Regions from separate parts of the Mus musculus genome. Here region 2 is linked to region 1. A link is a contact called in public promoter capture Hi-C data. All regions are on one chromosome and are shown on one strand. The core of a region is the stretch at or near the end of the contact, and the rest is flanking DNA. Distances in the headings are between cores, read along the strand shown.

Region 1 (2,700 bases), core at 158-2,657:
CCATTTGGTGGCAAACACGCTGCCTGCTTCTCTAGTGTTCTGCCGCCTTTTATTTGTATCGTCAGTGACAGCTTTCATTCAGCAGAATTGAGTTTCTGCAACAAACACCATATGTGGCATGCCAAGTTTAAAGTATTTCCTATCTGGTTCTTTTAAGACAGTTTCCCAAGCCTTGCAGCTGAAATGTTACCGTGCCATACTAAATAACCTTCACCTAAAGCAAAGAGAACGAGAGCACAAAAATCAAATGGCATGCTTGCTCTGATTCAGGCACTTTCAAGATCATAGTTTATTTATTACTCCAGATAAAAAGATAGTATACATATTAGGGAGTCCCTTAAAATTCAACTCTAAAGTTATACGCATCTAGTATTTTTGCATCAAATGTTAACCAAAAGTTTCTAGACACCTGAAAGCCCCACTATTAACATGAACTATAATAATAAAAATTTGACATTTAATTTGTTCAATGTATAGTATTTACATTATGAAACGAATAGTAAATAAACAATGATAATGAATAAAATCAACATTAAAAAGCAGATGTTTGTAGTCTTATGGTATGCTAATATCATAATTGTATATAAAAATTAAAACATAGCAGAGCTTTCTGTTACAAAATTCTTAATCGTCTTGAGTTGTAGTCGTTACTTGCTACCAATTTACATGCAACATCTGCTAGGACTGATATCTGATTTTCTTTTCTCAAGAGAAGATGAGTAGATGAACGATATATCAGAGCAGACATTAATTTACTTAAGGACAGAAAAGTGGAAAAACAAAACAAAAAAACTGTACTCAAGATTAGTACTGGTCACAAGCCTCTTTCCTACACAAATCATAAAAAACAGGAAAAGTTGAGGAAAAAAAAGTCCCAAAAGGGATGCACAGGTAGACTATCATGAGGGGCATAGCTCATAAAGAGCCCTGAAAGGGTCACACATCTCTCTCCTTCAATAATGAGAGCTCTATTTTGCCATCAGATAACAATGAATGAAGCAAGTGAGGGGCACCAGATGCACAATTCAATACTAAAATGAGGCAGAGGTGGCCAGAAGAAGGGGCGATTCATATATAATTCAAACTATATACAGCATTAGTGGAATGCAGCCCATCCCAAACTGGCTTTGTGAAACAATTGGACCATTATGATTGAACAGCTAAAATTATAACAACTGTAATCACACAACAGATTTACAAAGGAAGCAAAAATTCAAGGGGCATTTTATATTATGTATTTACTGTGCTGTTTCAATTGAAAAATAATTTTGCTAAGTATACATCTCAACTGAGGTTTGTGTATAAAACGTCCTAATAGATACAGATGTTTGCCTTTGGTGAGTTGAAGGCCTGGCTGTGACTTGTCTGAACTGCAGGCAGAAGGCCAGGTGAATAAGCACATGTGGGAGACTCAAGCTGAGGTAATAGAACGCTGTGCATGAGGTGGGGGCTGGAGGTACTCTGAAGGTCACAGTACACCAGAAACCCAAAACAGGAACAGTGAGAGTGGCAACAGGGGGTAGGGTGCCAATATGGCGAGAAGGTTGGTTACAAACAGAAAGAGGAAGGCCTCTCGTACCAGCAGAATCCTGCGTACATACAAAAAGAAATATCCACCCACCATTTTGTAGAACAAAAGCCAATTATTAGTGTGGGAAAGTACAAACTGCAGAAAACCAGAGTCAATAGAAGAAAAACTACTGGTTCACATGAGAAAAAGGAAACATTGAATTCTGACAGTTACTTGGTAAACGCAGCTACCACAGCCCAGAGAACTTCGTTGGTGTTGGCCTTCAGACACTCCACTTCTGGGTCTAAGTCAAGGAGCTGCCGTACTCTCTTGGTGGCTAGATCATACTGCTCGTCCAGAAGAGGAGCAAACGCATTTTCCAAAACATCCGAGGCATGGGCTAGGTAAATGAGGGCCAGCAAGCGCTTGTCCATTCGGTGAGGGTCATTTACCCATTTGTCAAGAACAGCTTCTTGTACCTTCTTGATGAGACGCTGCTTAATGTTGTTATTGGTGAGAGGATGTGTCGTCATGTCAAACAGGAGGAAGTTCTGTTTCTCTGTCGTCAGTACACCCTTTTCTACCAGGTTTTTAGCTAATCGTTCCCGTACGTTTCTTAATTGATAATGCAATTTTAATGGATTCCACGTCTCACCTAAATAAAAACATTCCAAAAGTTAGGAATGGTGGGTATTATTTGCTAAATTACAACAGCAACAAATTGTACACACACAGTCTTAGATAAGCAACAGAACTTTTATTCTTGCCCCTTCCACACTAGATCATGGAGTCCAGACATTTGGGGAACATCTAGGCAGCCCACACATTCTCAGACACAGCAGTCACTCAAAAGTCTAAACTGAAAGTAATCTTCAAGCCACAGTCACCCTTGATCTACAAGGGAAATGAAGCTCTGGCTGCTGTCAAGAAGCACTCAGTAAAGCAGAATGTGGAGGGGCAAACGTGCACCAGGTAGAGAGGCAGGAGGCGCTCAAGTGTGGAAGCACACGGCCTACATGGTAAAAGACTGTTGTTCTACAGTATAAAAACATCACAAGGCTCCAGGTCCAATAGTCAATACTAAAAAATAAAATAAAATAAAATAAAATAAAATAAATAAAAAATAAAAAATAAAACCCCTTTACACTATAAAAGCAGAAAAGTCAAGTCCCTACAAATACCAATCTTCA
Region 2 (2,700 bases), core at 169-2,668, 470 kb before region 1:
TTCACAGTCTCTGCACACAGTAAACCGCAGGCAAGTTTGACTCTCCCTCATTGTGCATGCCTCTAAGTCACTACAATTCCCTTCCACCGCTCCCCACAAATACGCGTTTTCAAAACCACCTGGGAGGTATACATTCACCGATTCCATCACTTACTGAGCCAGCACACGTGAGACGCTTTCCCAAGCTCTGTAGGCTCAAAGATTATAAGGCACACAAGCCTGCAGAGTTCAAGGATCGCAAAACCCATATACAAATGTTTATATAATAACAACAGTAATACGATGTCCCGAACACTATAAAAAGAAAAACGCGATGTGATAAATACAATAAAGTAAGGATGTAGAGAGTCCTGGAGAATAAAAAGGACTCTACTGAAGCTAGAGGTGGACAACAGTCAGGGAATTAACACCTCTCCACAGTGAGAAAACGGCACACTCCGTTAGAGAAGCTAGACAAAGGCCCTGGCAGTGGTGGCGCACGCCTTTAAACCCAGAACTTGGGAGGCAGAGGCAGGCGGATTTCTGAGTTCGAGGCCAGCCTGGTCTACACGGTGAGTTCTAGGACAGCCAGGGCTACACAGAGAAACCCTGTTTCAACACACACTCCCCTCCAAAAATAAAAGCTAGATACTGTACCACTGTACTATGGATGCGAAGTTCAAATCAATGAATTTAATGCAAGTGGGAAATACCTATTCTTGGGATGCCCTTTGAAAGCAGGGAAACCGAGGGCGCGATTCTGAACAGTTTACTCGTCCAGGACCGACGACACACAAGACTTGCAAGGTGTGCCTTTAAGTCACTGAAAACCCCGCACTTTCCCCAGGTTCAACCTGCAGCCCGGCCTCCTGCTGGATGAAGAGCACGTTGGCTGGTTTGCATCTCCCGCCAGCCTGCGAGGTTAAGTACGGGACTCCGGGACTCGCCTCCCCCCGCAAGCCGGGCGGCCCCGCGCCTGGACCACGGCTCGCGCTTCGCAAATAGATGAAAGGCTTCCTATCTACGGGATCTGTACCGGGTCGCTCTTTTCCCCCTGGCCGCAGAGCTGCCCCGAAGCCACCCAGACCCAACTCCCAGGATCGTTTAGGTCGATACTCGTTCTCTGAAAACCCATCAGGCGCCCCCCGTCTACCTACAGAGAGTCCCGGGGTCGCCGCCATCAAAGCCCAGCCTGGTTACTATAACACCCTCCACGGCTGAGGCGCCACCCACGCCTCCGGAACAGGAAGCCCCGGGAATTAAAAGGCAAACCGGAGAAATCCGGACCTGGGGAGGGAAAACTCTCCGGAGCGCGTCGCAGCACCTTTTGCACCGTGATTGGCGGATCAGCGAGAGTGACGGACGTATAGACCAATCGACATTGTCTACAGGTCTCACACTCGCCCTTCCACCGTGTCGTCCTCCAATCCGGAAGCGCAACCGGGTGAGCGCGCGTTTCCGCCGCGATCGTGCCTTGGGGGCGCGCGGCTTCGGGCAGCCGGGCTCCTCTCCCGCGTGTCCCGCGGCCTCCCTGAGACGCGCGGAGACATGAGTGACACCGGAGGCGACCGCGCGCGACTCAGGCGCTACACCAAGCTCCCGGTGTGGGTGGTGGAGGATCACCAGGAGGTGAGCGGGCGACACAAGCCACGGAGCCCTGGCAGGAGGGATTCGAACCCTAGCAGCCTGCAGAGGCTTGACCAGCACCTAACGCTGGCTGCAGCCTGTCCCCCACCACCACCAACGTCATCATCCCACGGTTTAACGAGAGGGTTAGCCAGGACCTGAGGGACCATAATCGTAGCTCGTGTCATATGAAGAGGAAAGCCTTCAGCGCTTATTAATGTACAACATGGCAGTGCAGTCGTAAAGTGGGTAGACTTCTGGAAGACGACCTAGCAAGTCTGGATTTGTTTATAGGACCCCTGGAGGGTCTCTGGATATAAAACAAAAGGGATCAAGAGTGAAGCTCTGCGATACACCCCTTCCCCCAGGAAAAGTGGGTTATTTACTGATGGAGAAAGTTAAAGGAGGAAAGAAAGAAGATCTCTGAGACAAACCCAACTTTGGGTTACTCTGTGCTTTTTAATTTGTTGGTAAACTTGGATGTATAGCATGTAGGAGGAAAAAGTCATCTAGTCCCACTTCACCATCCTAAAGGGACAGAAAATGCCCTAAAACTTAGAGTACCTGGAACACAGTTTAATGCTAGAGTGAGTGGTTGGAGATTATCATCAGAAACCATCTATGGTAAAGCTTTTTTTTTTTTTTTTTTTTTTTTTTTAATGTTCCCATGTTTGACCACTTGATGCACTTCAGGTTGGTGCAGTTTCTTGTTTTGTCTGCACTTGACAGTGTGCAGTTCTCACTGTGTGTGTCTGTATTACAGGTTCTGCCTTTCATATACCGGGCCATAGGTTCGAAGCATCTTCCTGACAGTAATATAAGTTTCTTACATTTGGACTCCCACCCAGACCTCCTTATCCCTGTGAACATGCCAGCAGACACTGTGTTTGATAAGGAAGCACTCTTTGGGTAATGTGACTTTTTTTTTAGTCATATTTTATGTATTTGAAATACAACATATAGCAGATGATAAACAAGAGATTTTGCTACACTCACATTTGCATTTTTTGTTTGTTTGCTTGCCTTTTAAATTTTTATTTAGAACATTTTTTTTTCTACCCACTAAAAGAGCCAAATAGGGATCAGGTGCGATGG

What was found. Promoter capture Hi-C pulls out the DNA fragments that hold promoters and counts their contacts.
Region 2: a promoter capture Hi-C map of neutrophils shows a contact between it and region 1, with 6 times the contacts expected there. The contact joins the promoter of 6030458C11Rik here to the enhancer-like site in region 1. A contact is called at or near these places in 18 of 39 promoter capture datasets (the 3T3-L1 cell line, 3T3-L1-derived adipocytes, the C10 cell line and 13 more), 26 of 115 datasets of contacts at active chromatin or transcription factors (the NIH/3T3 cell line, the SCID.adh cell line, T-cell acute lymphoblastic leukemia and 15 more) and 4 of 9 other capture datasets (adipose tissue, embryonic stem cells, liver and 1 more).

Annotation. Positions count from the first base shown.
Region 1 is chr15:12,348,833-12,351,532 of GRCm38.p6, reverse strand. It overlaps Golph3 (golgi phosphoprotein 3), which reads right to left. Exons shown (of 4, transcript NM_025673.2): 4 at 266-2,165. The coding sequence ends at 1,741. Among named protein-coding and RNA genes, the nearest start is that of Golph3, 29 kb to the right of the region's middle. Within about 2 kb of position 1,407, at least 13 of the 459 cell types and tissues checked have an H3K27ac peak or open chromatin away from gene starts, as enhancers often do. A contact at or near this core is called in hematopoietic stem and progenitor cells and neutrophils, where this site is marked.
Region 2 is chr15:12,823,375-12,826,074 of GRCm38.p6, reverse strand. 6030458C11Rik (RIKEN cDNA 6030458C11 gene) reads left to right here and starts at 1,418. Exons shown (of 9, transcript NM_029998.3): 1 at 1,418-1,608; 2 at 2,369-2,514. The coding sequence starts at 1,528. Drosha (drosha, ribonuclease type III) reads right to left here and starts at 1,260. Exons shown (of 35, transcript NM_026799.3): 1 at 1,137-1,260; 2 at 1-10.